Linked DNA regions of Mus musculus: regions 2 and 3 are each linked to region 1. The links are chromatin contacts, called in public HiChIP or PLAC-seq maps. All regions are on one chromosome and are shown on one strand. The core of a region is the stretch at or near the end of the contact, and the rest is flanking DNA. Distances in the headings are between cores, read along the strand shown.

Region 1 (4,522 bases), core at 701-3,200:
TAATATACCAGATAACATGGTTGAGAGGGCTTGGCTAACTCACAACTGCATCTCCTGCCAGGCACAGACTCCCTCAAGAACCTAAGGACAGTTGAGTCTGTAGAAGACACTACTGGGTCTCCTCCCGCCATAGCCCTACCTCCACCTCTAGCTCCTTGCACCAGCTTTGTCTTATTCTTCACCTCTAGGTCCATGTCTAGCATCTACCTTCCTCAATGGTGAGTCACAACCTCTCTCGTAACTGAATGGAGATGTTGCAAACAATGTGTCAATAATACAGGGCCTCTGAACACCCAGCAATCAAAACTTAATTCAAAATCGTATGTGTAGTGAATAAAAAGCATTTCTGGCTGTGCTCACTTATGTTGTGGCATGGCATCACGGCCAACTTGTGACAAGCACACTTTCATCCCGCATGCCTCTGCTCCTCACACCAATGAAACACGTAGGCTAGATCTGAGACTATGGCAGATTATAAATTGCACCATTTCTACTACACATACCATGTGTTTCTCTTACAGAAACATAAGTTTAATTACCGAGAGCAAAGATGTTTCATATTTTTCAGTGGTCATTTGTCAGCATATAAGTATCAATTCAGTATCTCTTTGAATTTATATTACAATGTTTGATTTTATTTTCTATTTTCAGAAAAACAAGCAAACAAACAAACATTATGCTGGGCAGTGGTGGCGCATGCCTTTAATCCCAGCACTTGGGAGGCAGAGGCAGGCGGATTTCTGAGTTCGAGGCCAGCCTGGTCTACAGAGTGAGTTCCAGGGCAGCCAGGGCTACACAGAAAAACCAAAATAAATAAATAAATAAATAAATAAATAAATAAATAAATAAATATGTGTGAGTGTTTTGCCTGCATGTATGTCTGTGCACCACATGTGCACATTGCCCCCAGCAGCCATAAATTTCCTGGGTTACAAAGGATTTGTGAACCACCATATGGTTTCTGGGAATTGAACTCAGGACCTCTGGAAGAGCAGCCGGTGCTCTTAACCACTGAGCCACCTCTCCAGCCCCTAAAATGTTTGACTTTTAAAATTACTCTTTGAGTTTTAGCTACATGACTCGGCGGCTAAGGGCACCTTCTGACAAGACAAATATGTGGAGTTCAGCACCTCAGTCCACATAATGGAAGGAGAGATCAGACTCCTGAAAATGATGCTCTGAGCTCTACATGTACACTGTGGTATTTGTTTGTGCATACATAAACATTGATTAATTAATTAATTAATTAAAATATAATAAAAATTGTTTCAGGACTCTAAAGCCCTTTTCTGTTCTCTACAGGCATGGCCCATACATGATATACAGATAAACATGCAGGCAAAACCACTTATACTCATAAAAATAAATGGAAAAATTGGCAGGCTCCTAAGAAGGAAGGTCCAGGGCATCAGAGATAAAGAAGATAGAACATTAGTCTTGCATAAGCTATGTCCTATGCCAAGCAAGCTTAATTAAAAAGTATATAACCTTATATACTAGTTCAAGAGGTAGGGGATAGGACAAAGTCAACGGAAACTGTCATACAATGGGGTGAAGTCATCGGGGAGCTAAAGAGACATAGGGTGAACATGGGTTCTCTCCAGAGCATCAGAGACAGAGCACACAGTAACCTAGGGATTGACAACTGTAGCCTGTACAGTGGGAAGAGTTGGGTCCTTGGGATCTGAAGCCACAGCTCCCCCAAGGCCCTTACCAGCTCCAGGCTATTACCAGCTCTGCCAACCATATTCCAGGTTTTAGAGAAGGAGCTGTGTTCTATATAGCAGAGGCTCCACATATCAGAGCCTCAGGGAGAGCCTTAGATCAGTCTAGCCTTCAACAACAACAGCAGCAGCAGCAAAAGCAATTGTTTTTAGTTGCTGTTTGAGGAGCTGGGTGTGGTGGCTCACAGCTACAACCGAAGCACCAGGAGACAGAGGTCAGAAGACTGAAAGTCTAAGTCCCTCCCACCAGGCCCAAGTACCAAGTTCCAGGCCAAACAGAGTTAGGTAGGAAGAGCCTGTTTTTTTTTTTTTTTTTTTTTTTGAGACAGGGTTTCTCTGTACAGCCCTGGCTGTCCTGGAACTCACTTTGTAGACCAGGCTGGCCTCGAACTCAGAAATCCACCTGCCTCTGCCTCCCGAGTGCTGGGATTAAAGGCGTGCGCCACCACGCCCGGCTGTTTTGTTTTTTTAAAACAGAGGATATGGCTCAGTTGGTAGAATGCTTGCCTAACATTCATGGAGCTGGGGTTCAATCCCCAGCTCTGCATAAAAGGTTTGCATTATGGAAAGCCTGTAATACCAAGACTTGGGCGAGGAAAGGAACTAAGAGCAGAGTTCAAGGTCAGCCTGGAATAAGAGACCCAGTCTCAAAAAAAAAGTATGACTTTAAGATCTACTAAAGGCTAGGTAGCAGATGCCTATCTAACCAGCCACTTCTGCTGTTGCTAATGGTACAAGGAAACTTCCTCATGCCTGAGTTGACTGCATAGTCTGTTATGTTCTGTGTTTTGCTGTTCCTGGAAGCCAATCACAATCTTCATTTTCCAGACATTACACTATATGCCAAGTCCATTCTGGCCATGCAAATCCCTCTGCCACATGTAAATAAATGAAGTTATTAAAAGAAATTCATGGGACTAAGCCATGGTGGTACATGCTATAATTGTAATACAAGGAGCCTGAATTTTAAGGCCACCATCATCTACATAGGAAACTCAATGCCAGCCTCAGCTAAATGAAACCCTATCACAAAGCAAACAAACAGCCGGGGCCTAGCAAACACATAAGTAGATGCTCACAGTCAGCTATTGGATGGATCACAGGGCCCCCAATGGAGGAGCTAGAGAAAGTACCCAAGGAGCTAAAGGGATCTGAAACCCTGTAGGTGCAACAACATTATGAACTAGCCAGTACCCCGGAGCTCTTGACTCTAGCTGCATATGTATCAAAAGATGGCCTAGTCGGCCATCACTGGAAAGAGAGGCCCATTAAACACGCAAACTTTATATGCCCCAGTACAGGGGACCGCCAGGGCCAAAAAGTGGGAGTTGGTGGGTAGGGGAGTGGGGGGGAGGGTATGGGGGACTTTTGGGATAGCTTTGGAAATGTAATTGAGGAAAATACGTAATAAAAAAATATATAATAAAAAAAGCAAACAAACAAACAACAATAAATAAACAAATAAGCAAAGTCCACCTTACTTCTTTTTTGAAACAGCACAGCTGCAGAAGCCAGCGTGGCGTGGCCACACAAGGGGAACTCGGCCTCTGGGGTAAACCACCTCAGCCCAAAACGGGAACCTTACAAGGAGAAAAGGTTAAAGAAAAGCAAGGTCAAACCACACAGTCAGGTTAGAACACTTCAGCATCTTCTCCCCTAAATCATTAGTGTGGCTAACAGGGAAAACCTTCCTTAGAGGCGTGAGCACGAGATAGAGAAGCATTCTGCTCCCTCCTGGGAGAGGTCCCAAGGAGCTTGGTCCCCGGGATCCAACATGGCAGAAGAGACCCAACTCTTACAAGCTGTCCTCCAACTTCACACACACACACACACACACACACACACACACACACACACACACACACACTGTGGCATGTGCACAGGCATACACACACACAAATGCATACACACACACAAATAAATGTAAGACAAAAACCTTAAATGTATAATTTACTTTGTGTGAAGTCATCAGTTGGTTGCAGTTTGCGGACAAAAGCGGTTTCAGAGAGGTTCATTTCCCTTGCAATGTCCTGATGAGCATCTTCATCCAATGTCTTAAATAGAAAAAAAAAAAAGTTATTGAGAATCTGGAACACAGATCTGACTTAACATAGCAGCTTATCGGCATCAAAAGTCAAATGCTTAGACTAGGTATAATGGTGCACATGTGTTGAGGGGGGGTTATATATTTATTTGTGGTAATTTGAATGTAATTTGTCCCCATAGGCCCATAGGGAGTGAGTGGTACTATTATGAGGTGTGGCCTTGTTGGAGGAAGTGTGTCACTGTGAGGGTGGGCTTTGTGATTTCTTATGCTCAAGCCTGCCCACTGTGATACTCAGTCTTCTGCTGCCTTTGGATCTAGATGTAGAACTCTCAGTTCCTTCTCCCACACCATGTCTGCCTGCATGCCGCCATGTCCTGCCATGATGATAATGGACTAAACCTCTGAAACTGTAAGCCAGCCCCAATTACATGTTTTCCTTATAAAGGGTGTTGTGGCCATGGTGTCTCTTCACAGCAATAGAAACCCTAAGACAATGCTTAAAAGGAAATTCAAGTTACATGGTAAAGAATTAAAGATTCAGCCAGGCAATGGTGGCGCACGCCTTTAATCCCAGCACTTGGGAGGCAGAGACAGGTGGATTTCTGAGTTTGAGGCCAGCCTGGTCTACAGAATGAGTTCCAGGACAGCCAGGGTTACACCGAAAAAAAACACTCACTCACTCTCTCTCTCTCTCTCTCTCTCTCTCTCTCTCTCTCTCTTTGTTTATTTTCTTGTTTGTTATTTTTTCTTT
Region 2 (4,522 bases), core at 1,440-3,939, 320 kb after region 1:
TAAACTTGTTGAGACTTTGTTTATCTGTGAGAGAGATGGTTGGATAATACTACTCCTATCAGAGGGTTAATTTTACAGAAAAAATTACATCGCTGGTTTTAAAGAAAAAATAACATGGTTCTAAGCACAAAGGAAACTGAACTCGAATTGGTCACCATCCTGATTACAGGGAAGAAACCTTAGGTGAGGTTGCGGTGTGGGGATTTCAAGCCCAGGAGAATCTTGGGCTGGGCATGGTGGCCTTTATTCTCAGCATTTAGGAGCAGGGACAGAGAGAGAAAGCCAGATCTCTATGAATTCCAAGCTAGCCTGGTCTATGTAGTGGCTTGCAGGCCAACCAAGGCTACATGGTGAAGACCTCTCCACACACACACTGAAAAGAAAATTCTAGTTTTCCAAGAATCAGTTACACAGGAGCAAGACTTGGGTCCAGCAGGCAAATGGCTTGATAAGAGTCAGAGGAGAAATTGTTCTGTGTGAGACAGCTCAGACTGGGAACTGGCATTTCTTCTCTCTGCAGGATCTATCCATCCACCTCAGAATTCAGATGGGGAACACTTAATGTCAACTTCAAATGTTTATTTGAATTGAAGGTTAAGTCATTTACCTACAGAAGCCTGACTCAGTAGTTGTTTGGTTCCATTTCATACCCCCCATGTGACTGAGACATTCTCCCTCCTCCTCCTCCTCCTCCTCCTCCTCTCCCTCTTTCTCTTCTTCCTCCTCCCTCTGTTCCTCCTCCTCCTGTTTTTTTTTTTTTTTTTGGTTTTTTTCTTTTTTTTTCGAGACAGGGTTTCTCTTTATAGCCCTGGCTGTCCTGGAACTCACTCTGTAGACCAGGCTGGCCTCGAACTCAGAAATTCGCCTGCCTCTGCCTCCCGAGTGCTGGGATTAAAGGCGTGCACCACCACGCCCGGCCCTCCTCCTCCTGTTGCTCTTCCCCCTCCTCCTGCTCCTCCTCTACAAATCAAATGCCTCTGTTTTCACTCCGTCCCTAGCAAGTGAGAAATGGCAGTGACCTTGACAATAAGCTCTGTGCCTTTGTCCCATCGAGAAGCCAGAATTTCAATGCACCTATGAGTCTTTTCCCAGCATGGAAGGTGGCGAGCCACCAGCACCAGACAAGGTTGCCTGACCCTTGCTTGGTCTGGAGCTAAACTCTCTGTTTGCCTGAGTAAAGGTGGGATACTTTTTAACCTAACTAATTATAGTTTTTGTCATTTGAGGAAAAAAACCCAAAGTTTAAAATACAGGATTATGGCTGGGCTGGAGAGATGGCTCAGTTGGTAAAAGCAAAAGGGCCGAGTTTAAATCGTCAAAACCCATATAAATTGAGGCAGGATAGTACATAAGATATAGTATGTGTATAATCTCTAATGTCTGTAATCCCAGTGGTGCTATGGTGAGGCAGGGGGTGGGGGCAGGAGACTTCCTGGAAGCTCTTAGGTCGGTACCATGGTACACACACATACACACCCCAGCACTTAGGCATGGCCATTCACAGGCAGGCAGGGTGGCACACATGCATGCTATTGATACAATTGTCTCCAAGATGCTTGGGGACAGATAGCCCATTTTTTTCAGATGCTGGCACACTTGGATCTACTTGAGGAGCCAAGTTGGAGATGGGTCCCACACAATTCACTCAACTCATAGCCACCCCTTTTACACACATCCTGAAGTCAAGTGTGATGTTTTTTGCGTGTGAAACCACAGTAGTACTTAAAAAAAAATTCTTAGAGCATCTGGGATTTGGGGATTAGAGATATCAATCTACAATAGTTAATTTAACAGAGAGTTGTGAAACTGGGCTATTGTTATTAATAACATCTGTGATTGATGGATAGGGGTATGGATTATCTCATTATGGTAGTTATAAAGGTGGTGTAGTTAAAAATAAAAACGGTTGCACAAGCAAGAGGAACATGAGTTTGAGACCAGCCTGGGAGACATATGTTGACCCTGTCTCTCTCTGTGCCCACCCCTGATTATTATATCGATATTATGGATGGTAAGTCTGAAATGACCCCTCAGGTCTTGCCGAAGCACCTTGCTCTTTATAGTATTGAGTTCATAGTTAAGTCTAATGTCTATCCTGCCCGGTTTCCTTATTCCAATAGATCTTTATCCTCAGGGACCCAGGGCCTCAATTCCGGCCCAGCCTGTTTGTCCTTATCGCTCTGCGACGCCGGCCATAGTCTGCAGGGGCAGATCTCGGCCTTTCCTTTGGGGTTCTTGGGGCATGATCGAGTGCAGCGTCAGAATCCCCAGGCCCTAACCAGGGTGGGGCCCCAGGCTTTTGCTACCGCCTCTCGCTCGCTAACCCTGCTTTCCTCAAAATTCTCAAAAGAAGGGGATACACTAGGGGAGGAGACAGACCCTGGAACTTCAGAAAACCATGGATGAGAGGGTCCTCAGAGTCCTCTGCTGCGAGATGAGGAACCTGGCCAGGTCCAAACCCAGAGACGCCAGAGAACTAGCCTGAGAGGTCAGGAACGGAGCAGAGGCTCAAACCTGGGTCACCTCCCACGCGCGACCTGGGTCCTCCGGGCACTGCGGGTGGGCGATGCCACCGGCTCTTCTGGTTGCTGTGGGAACCGGGAGTGACAGCGACGCCCTAGAAAGCCCCGCCCCACCCCGGCCCCGCCCCCCTCAGAGGGCTCCCGGGGCAGCCGAGGTGGGCTCAGTGATCTCGAGTCCCGCGAGCGGGCGGCATGGCGCGGCCCGTGCAGCTGGCACCGGGTTCGCTGGCGTTGGTGCTGAGCCCGCGGGAGGCCGGGCAGGCGGCGGGGGAGCCGGGCGGTCGCGCGCTCTTCCGCGCCTTCCGCCGCGCCAACGCGCGCTGCTTCTGGAACGCACGGCTGGCGCGCGCCGCCTCGCGGCTGGCCTTTCTCGGCTGGCTGCGGCGCGGGGTGCTGCTGGTGCGCGCGCCCCAGCCCTGTGTGCAGGTGCTGCGGGATGCGTGGCGTCGCCGAGCCCTGCGGCCGCCCCGAGGCTTCCGCATCACCGCGGTGGGTGAGTGTGGGGCGGAGGTCGCCAGCGCCCGGGGTCATAGCAACAGGTCCCGGGAGCGCGCGGGTTCCTGGTGTTAGGGGAGGGGGCACTTTAGGAAAAGTGAGGCTCGGGTCCGAAAGAGGATCCGATTGCTCCTTCCTTCCTTCCTTCCTTCCTTCCTTCCTTCCTTCCTTCCTTCTTAGCTTCCCTTTCTTTTTCCTTCCGTCTTTCCTTTCCTTTTTCCTATCTTTTCCTTCCCTTTCCTTTTTCCGTCCGTCTTTCCTTTTCTTTTCTTTCTCCATTCCTTTCCCTTCCCCTTTCCTTAACTTTGCCATCCTTTCCTTTTTCCTTTCCTTTTTTTCCCCTTTTCTTTCCCTCCCCTCCCCTCCCCTCAGCTCCCCTCCCCTCAACTCCCCTTCCCTTCCCAGTACCTGGTGTTCCTGTCCTGCTTGTCTTGGATGGAGGAGTGGTCTTAGGTCGCTCAACTTTCAGAAGTTTTTTGGGGGGGGGGCGGGATCGTCCTTAACTGGTGGGGAAAAGAAACAGATGGTGCTGTAGACACATCACACATCATTCACCAAACAGAGAAAGTTCCACCTCCCAGTCTTTTCGGACTAACCCATTTGTTTCTCGGTTGAGAAACTGAACCGCTGCACCAGTGGGGTGGTTACTGACACAGGCCACTAACCTCTGGCAACTGTGTCAGCTCCCAGTAACAGCTGGTTCTGTCCTCATTCTGTCTGTGGGGGCTGTGGGACCATTCGATGGTTTGGTGGTGACAAGAAGCCAGTTGTTTCAAGGAACCTCTCCATCATAGTCTGGTTCTCCTCCTCCTCCTCCTCCTCCTCCTCCTCCTCCTCCTCCTCCTCCTCCTCCTCCTCCTCCTCCTTCCCCCATCCCCAGAGAAGCACCAGCAAAACAAATTTGTTTTACTCCCTGGGGTAAGGGTCAGGGCAACGGGAGACACCTGATGCTGTGTGTGGTCTTGTCCAGGAATAGTGACCTCCTCTGGCCTGAACCTGGGAAGGCCTCTAAACTTCATGCCATCTGCAACCACCCACCCCCAGCCTGTCCCCATATTTCTTTGATTAAGAAGAGAGATGGAGCCCGGCATGGTGGCGCACACCTTTTATCCCGGCACTTGGGAGGCAGAGGCAGGCAGATTTCTGAGTTTGAGGCCAGCCTGGTTTACAAAGTGAGTTCCAGGACAGCCAGGGCTATACAGAGAAACCCTGTCTCAAAAAACAAACAAAACAAAACAAAACAAAAAACAACAAAGAAACAAACAAACAAAAAACAAGAAGAGAGATGGTTGCCAGACTACATAGATAGGGTCTCATCTCCTTTCCCATGCAGGAATGTCAAAAGAATGGTTTCCGGGTTCTGAAACAGGGAGCCAGGTACCCAAAGTTGGAATCTTCTGCAGACAGGCTGGATTTTGAAAAAAGGGGCTTTCAGTTGCGTCCTGGGCTTCTCTGGTTTGAATTAGTGGTTACATTCTCCTGTCTCCTGACTCCTTCCAAAGGGT
Region 3 (4,522 bases), core at 675-3,174, 320 kb before region 1:
GGCTTACAGGTTTAGAGGTTCAGTCCGTTATCATCATGGTGGGAAGCATGGCAGCATCCAGGCAGACTTGGTGCTGGAGGAGCCAAGAGTTCTACATCTTGATCTGAAAGCAGCCAGGAAAAGACTGCCTTCTAGGCAACTAGGGGGAGGGTCTCAAAGCCCACCCCCACAGTGACACACTTCCTCCAACAAGGCTACACCTACACCAACAAGGCCATTCCCTGGGCCAAGCCTATACAAACCACCACAGTGTCTCTTCACAGCAATAGAGCACTGATTGAGACAGATATGAAGGCAGAGGATATAGCTCAGTAGGGTGTTCCTAACATACTGGTTCAGTCCCCAGTATGGGAACAAACAAAACTGTCAAGTGCTACGGGCAGAGGGCCAACACAGTGGTAGAGAAGTTCCCTCGCATGTGCAATGCCCTGAGTCAATCAATAAGAGCTGGAGAACAGGGCAGAGCTGGCACATGCCTTTAGTTCCAGCATTGGTGAATTCCAGAATTCCAGGCTAGCTGATTCTATAAGACCCTATCTCCAATATCGTGTGTGTGTGTGTGTGTGTGTGTGTGTGTGTATGTATGAAATATAATTTGGCAAAGGGGTACATGGCAAGGCCCATGCCAAGGTGTGGCCCCTGAGTAATTACATCATGCAACAGATCAGGTATAAAGGGGGTTTACTGGGGGAAGGGAAAGGAGTGAGGGTCTGGGAAGACGGGAAGAGGCAGACAAGTGGACATGTAGACAGGCAGGCAGACAGACAGGAAGCAGACAGAGAGCCATGAGGGCAGAGAAGGAAAGAAGAGGTCAAGAGAGAATGCCGGGAACAGAGAAAGACACAGAGAGAGAAAACGGGGAAACTGAAAGGGCTGGGGTGGTAGGCAGTCCATTTATAGGCAGCCCATAACCTAGCAGCCGCAGATGACTTAAGTTGTTGCTAGGTCCCTGAGAGGAGTCTAATGGAATGGTCTGTAAGTTAACACGCCAACACACACACAGTGTTAAAAAATAACTTTCGCTTAGACATGGTAATACGTGCCAAAACTCTAAGCACCCAGGAGGCTGAGACAGAAGGGTCACAAGTTTCAGGTCAGCCCGCAGCTACCCAGCAAGTTCCAAAACAGACTGAGAAACATAGCAAGACTCTGACCAAAAATCAAGAAAGTCCACTCTGATTGCAGTTAAGGGAAGCAGTTTTCAGAGTTGAAATTACCTAATACTGAGGTTAAAGAAATTGTTGTCAAGAAGTTAGGAGCGTCCTCATGGGTACCAGTGTCCATGAGGAGGCCTTGGATCCCTTGGCATCAAACACTGTTTTCAGGAAGCGCACGGGCCAGTTCAGTGGCCTCTCACAGCTGGGTAGCACTTTCTTAGTTCCTACAGAGTTAGTGTTCGGCGGCGGGAGGGGGGTGGGGGGGGTGGGGGGTGGGGGGGGTGGTATCAATTAACAAAGAAATCTGAAACCTTCACAAGCCTCTGTGTACTAAACACTCCAAACATCAGTTTGACCTACTGTCCCGCCATGTCCTTGAGGACTCGCGATTTAAACCGCTTTGGCAGATAAAACAGAGTACGACAGTTCTCTTAAGGCAATGAGCATTTGCCAGGAAAACAACAGGTGGGTATCCCAACCACTTCCAAAAGCATCCTTCGCCTTCCACTGAAATCGGTGAAGCCACTTGAAATAGTGAGCCCGGGAGACCCCATCCCTAGAACCTCTAAGCCTTCTGAAACAGGGCTTCAGATTTTAATGAAGAGCTGAAGTTGGAAATCACTACATGCCACGTCATATCCAGAGAGTCCATCCTTCTGTCTTTACAGTGGCTGCTCATGAATCAAACAGTTCTTCACCTCCCGCAGCAAGACTCTACACCCCAGGTTTCGAGGTGCGTGGTGAAGGGAGGTGTGCTGTGCGCGGCCCCTCGGTAGCGCCCTGGGTCTCCTTATGATTGGCTCTGTGACGATGTGTCTTCCACATCTAGCTCTCTTTGGTCTGAAAGGGAATAAGTGAGTGAATGAATGAATGAATGAATGAATGAATGAGGGTAGGGCAGGAGCCCCTTTGTCTCCTCCTCCTTTTGTCCTGAGGCTATACTGGTGAGTAGGAAAACTGAAAATCCAAATTTTGTTAAAGGTGTGCTGGATCTGTATTCCTATCCCAGGCAAGGCAAAGCCAGCTGAGCCTTCCATTGTTTTGCTGGTTAAAGCTGTTTTAAGTTTTGACACACACACTTCTCCATTAGTCTCCCTTGTTCAGGATCTTTCTGGGACTGACTGGTACTGTAGCCGTTAGTATTCTAATGCTAATTTGGGTCCCCTAAGTTAGTTGACTTGAGAGGGTAACTCCTAGCTTCTGGGAAACTGCCCCAGTTAATTCTGATTGGTAAATAAAGATGCCAGCAGCCAATAGCTGGGGAGAAGAGAGGAAGAGGCAGGATTTAAGGTTCCTGGGCTTGGGACCTGGAGGAAGCAGGAGGGAAGAAGAGAGACTCGCTCTGCCTCAGGAGTGTGCAGAACAGAGACAAGAGCAGCCATGGGGTAGGGAAGCAAGGCGAGCCTTGGGTTCCGGGCCAAGAAAACGTGGCCCAGAGGGCTGACTAATTGGAATTAGGAGCAGCGAAGATGGAGCATAGAGATTAGAAGTAGTAACTCAGAGTTAGGCAGTTGCCCGGCTATTGTGTTATTTAAGGCATATTAAAATATAAAGGCGGTGTGTGTGTCTTTCATCTGGGAACATAAATGGTCTAAGGTGGGAAGGACCTCGCGCCAGGATTTATTAAAAATATTACTATTGGGCTGGAAAGATGGCTCAGCGGTTAAGAGCACTGACTGCTCTTCCAAAGGTCCTGACTGAGTTCAAAATCCCAGTAACCGCTGGGGGGGGGGGGGGGGGCGCACACCTTTAATCCCAGCTCTTGGGAGGCAGAGGCAGGCGGATTTCTGAGTTCGAGGCCAGCCTGGTCTACAGAGTGAGTTCTAGGACAGCCAGGGCTACACAGAAAAATCCTGTCTTAAAAAAAAAAAAAATCCCAGCAACGAGGCTGGAGAGATGGCTCAGTATTTAACAGCACGACTGCTCTTCTGAAGGTCCTGAGTTCAGATCTGACGTCCTCTTCTGGTGTGCCTGACAACAGCTACAGTGTACTTCATAGAATAAATAAATCTTTAAACAATATATTACTACTACAACATACACCAGGTGTAAGAAGTACACATCATCAGAATGTTTGTTGTCCACCTGTTGAAGGGCCAGGCTCTCTGCTATGGACTAGGGATACCAGATAAGTCAAGCCCAGAATGTATGTGGTATCTCTATAGTCCAGGTGGTCTTGAACTTGCTAGGGTACCTAGGCTGGTCTCTAACTCTCTGTCCTAGGATTACCAGCAAGTGCCACCAGGTAGACTCTCCAGGTATTTAATATCCAAGATAAGTGGACCTCAAAACATTTAATTAAATATTATTGTTAAACCAGGCAGTGGTGGTGCATACCTTTAATCCCAGCACTTGGGAGGCAGAGGCAGGCAGATTTCTGCATTCAAGGCCAGCCTGGCCTACAGAGTGAGTTCCAGGACAGCCAGGGCTATACAGAGAAATCCTGTCTCGGAAAATAAATAAATAAATAAATAACCCGACCCCCCCGCCCAAAAAAATCATTGCTTTTTGTTTTTCTCTTGGGCATTGTGGACACAGTGAGAACCATACAATGATGAGATCATGTTTTGTAAGAATACTAGTATATGTTCACTGAATATCGATTTTGAAATAATTCAAAACTTTAAGCCTGTCTTAGTTAGGGTTTCATTGCTGGGAAGAGACACCATGACCAAGGCAACTCTTATAAAGGCAAATATTTAATTGGGGCTGGCTTACAGGTTCAGAGGTTCAGCCCATTATAATCATGGTGGGAGCATGGCAGCATCCAGGCAGATATGATGCTGGAGAAGCAGCTGAGAGTTCTACATCTTGATCTGCAGGCAGCCAGAAGGACACTATCTTCTGCACTGGGCAGAGCCTGAGCACAGGAGACCTTACAGTCCACCTCACAGTGACACACTTCCCCCAGCAAGGCCACACCTCCTAACAGTGCTGCTCCCTATGGCCAAGCATTCAAACACATGAATCTTTGGGAAGCAAACCTAGTCAAATCACTACAAACACATTTCTTAAAGCTGGGCAGTGCTAGTTCCTGCCTTTAATCTCAGCACTCAGGCAGATCTCTGAGCCAGAGGCCAGCCTGCTCTATAGAGTGAGCTCTAGGACAGCCAGAACTACACAGAGAAACACTGTCTTGAAAAAGAGAAAGAAAAAAAGCCAGGTATGGTAGCACACAACCCTGGACACCAACACAGGGGAGAAGAGTTGGGGCCAGCCTAGCCCAGGTCACTCTAACTCTGTTACACCAGGCCTTGTGCTTTTTTTTGTTTTGTTGTTGTGTGTTTTTTATTTTGTTTTGTTTTGTTTTTTTGGTTTTTGGTTTTTGGAGAAAGGGTTTCTCTGTGCAGCCCTGGCTGTCCTGG

Evidence for each region. HiChIP or PLAC-seq counts read pairs in DNA pulled down with a chosen protein or histone mark.
Region 2: an H3K4me3 HiChIP or PLAC-seq map of embryonic stem cells shows a contact between it and region 1, with 2.9 times the contacts expected there. The contact joins the promoter of Stox1 here to the enhancer-like site in region 1. A contact is called at or near these places in 11 of 39 promoter capture datasets (the HPC-7 cell line, cranial neural crest, embryonic stem cells and 8 more) and 1 of 115 datasets of contacts at active chromatin or transcription factors (embryonic stem cells).
Region 3: a contact with region 1 is called in an H3K27ac HiChIP or PLAC-seq map of embryonic stem cells, with 4 times the contacts expected there. The contact joins two enhancer-like sites. A contact is called at or near these places in 2 of 15 datasets of contacts at CTCF or cohesin (large pre-B cells and pro-B cells), 19 of 484 Hi-C or Micro-C datasets (the C10 cell line, the C2C12 cell line, MC3T3-E1-derived osteoblasts and 11 more) and 2 of 115 datasets of contacts at active chromatin or transcription factors (both in embryonic stem cells).

Annotation. Positions count from the first base shown.
Region 1 is chr10:63,046,724-63,051,245 of GRCm38.p6, reverse strand. Pbld2 (phenazine biosynthesis-like protein domain containing 2) reads right to left here. Exons shown (of 10, transcript NM_026085.2): 3 at 3,679-3,778; 4 at 3,206-3,304. Among named protein-coding and RNA genes, the nearest start is that of Gm16143, 8.5 kb to the left of the region's middle. Within about 2 kb of position 1,950, at least 14 of the 459 cell types and tissues checked have an H3K27ac peak or open chromatin away from gene starts, as enhancers often do. A contact at or near this core is called in embryonic stem cells and liver, where this site is marked.
Region 2 is chr10:62,724,261-62,728,782 of GRCm38.p6, reverse strand. Stox1 (storkhead box 1) reads left to right here and starts at 2,689. Exons shown (of 4, transcript NM_001033260.2): 1 at 2,689-3,015. The coding sequence starts at 2,715.
Region 3 is chr10:63,364,098-63,368,619 of GRCm38.p6, reverse strand. No RefSeq gene overlaps it. Among named protein-coding and RNA genes, the nearest start is that of Dnajc12, 20 kb to the left of the region's middle. Within about 2 kb of position 1,924, at least 14 of the 459 cell types and tissues checked have an H3K27ac peak or open chromatin away from gene starts, as enhancers often do. A contact at or near this core is called in embryonic stem cells, where this site is marked.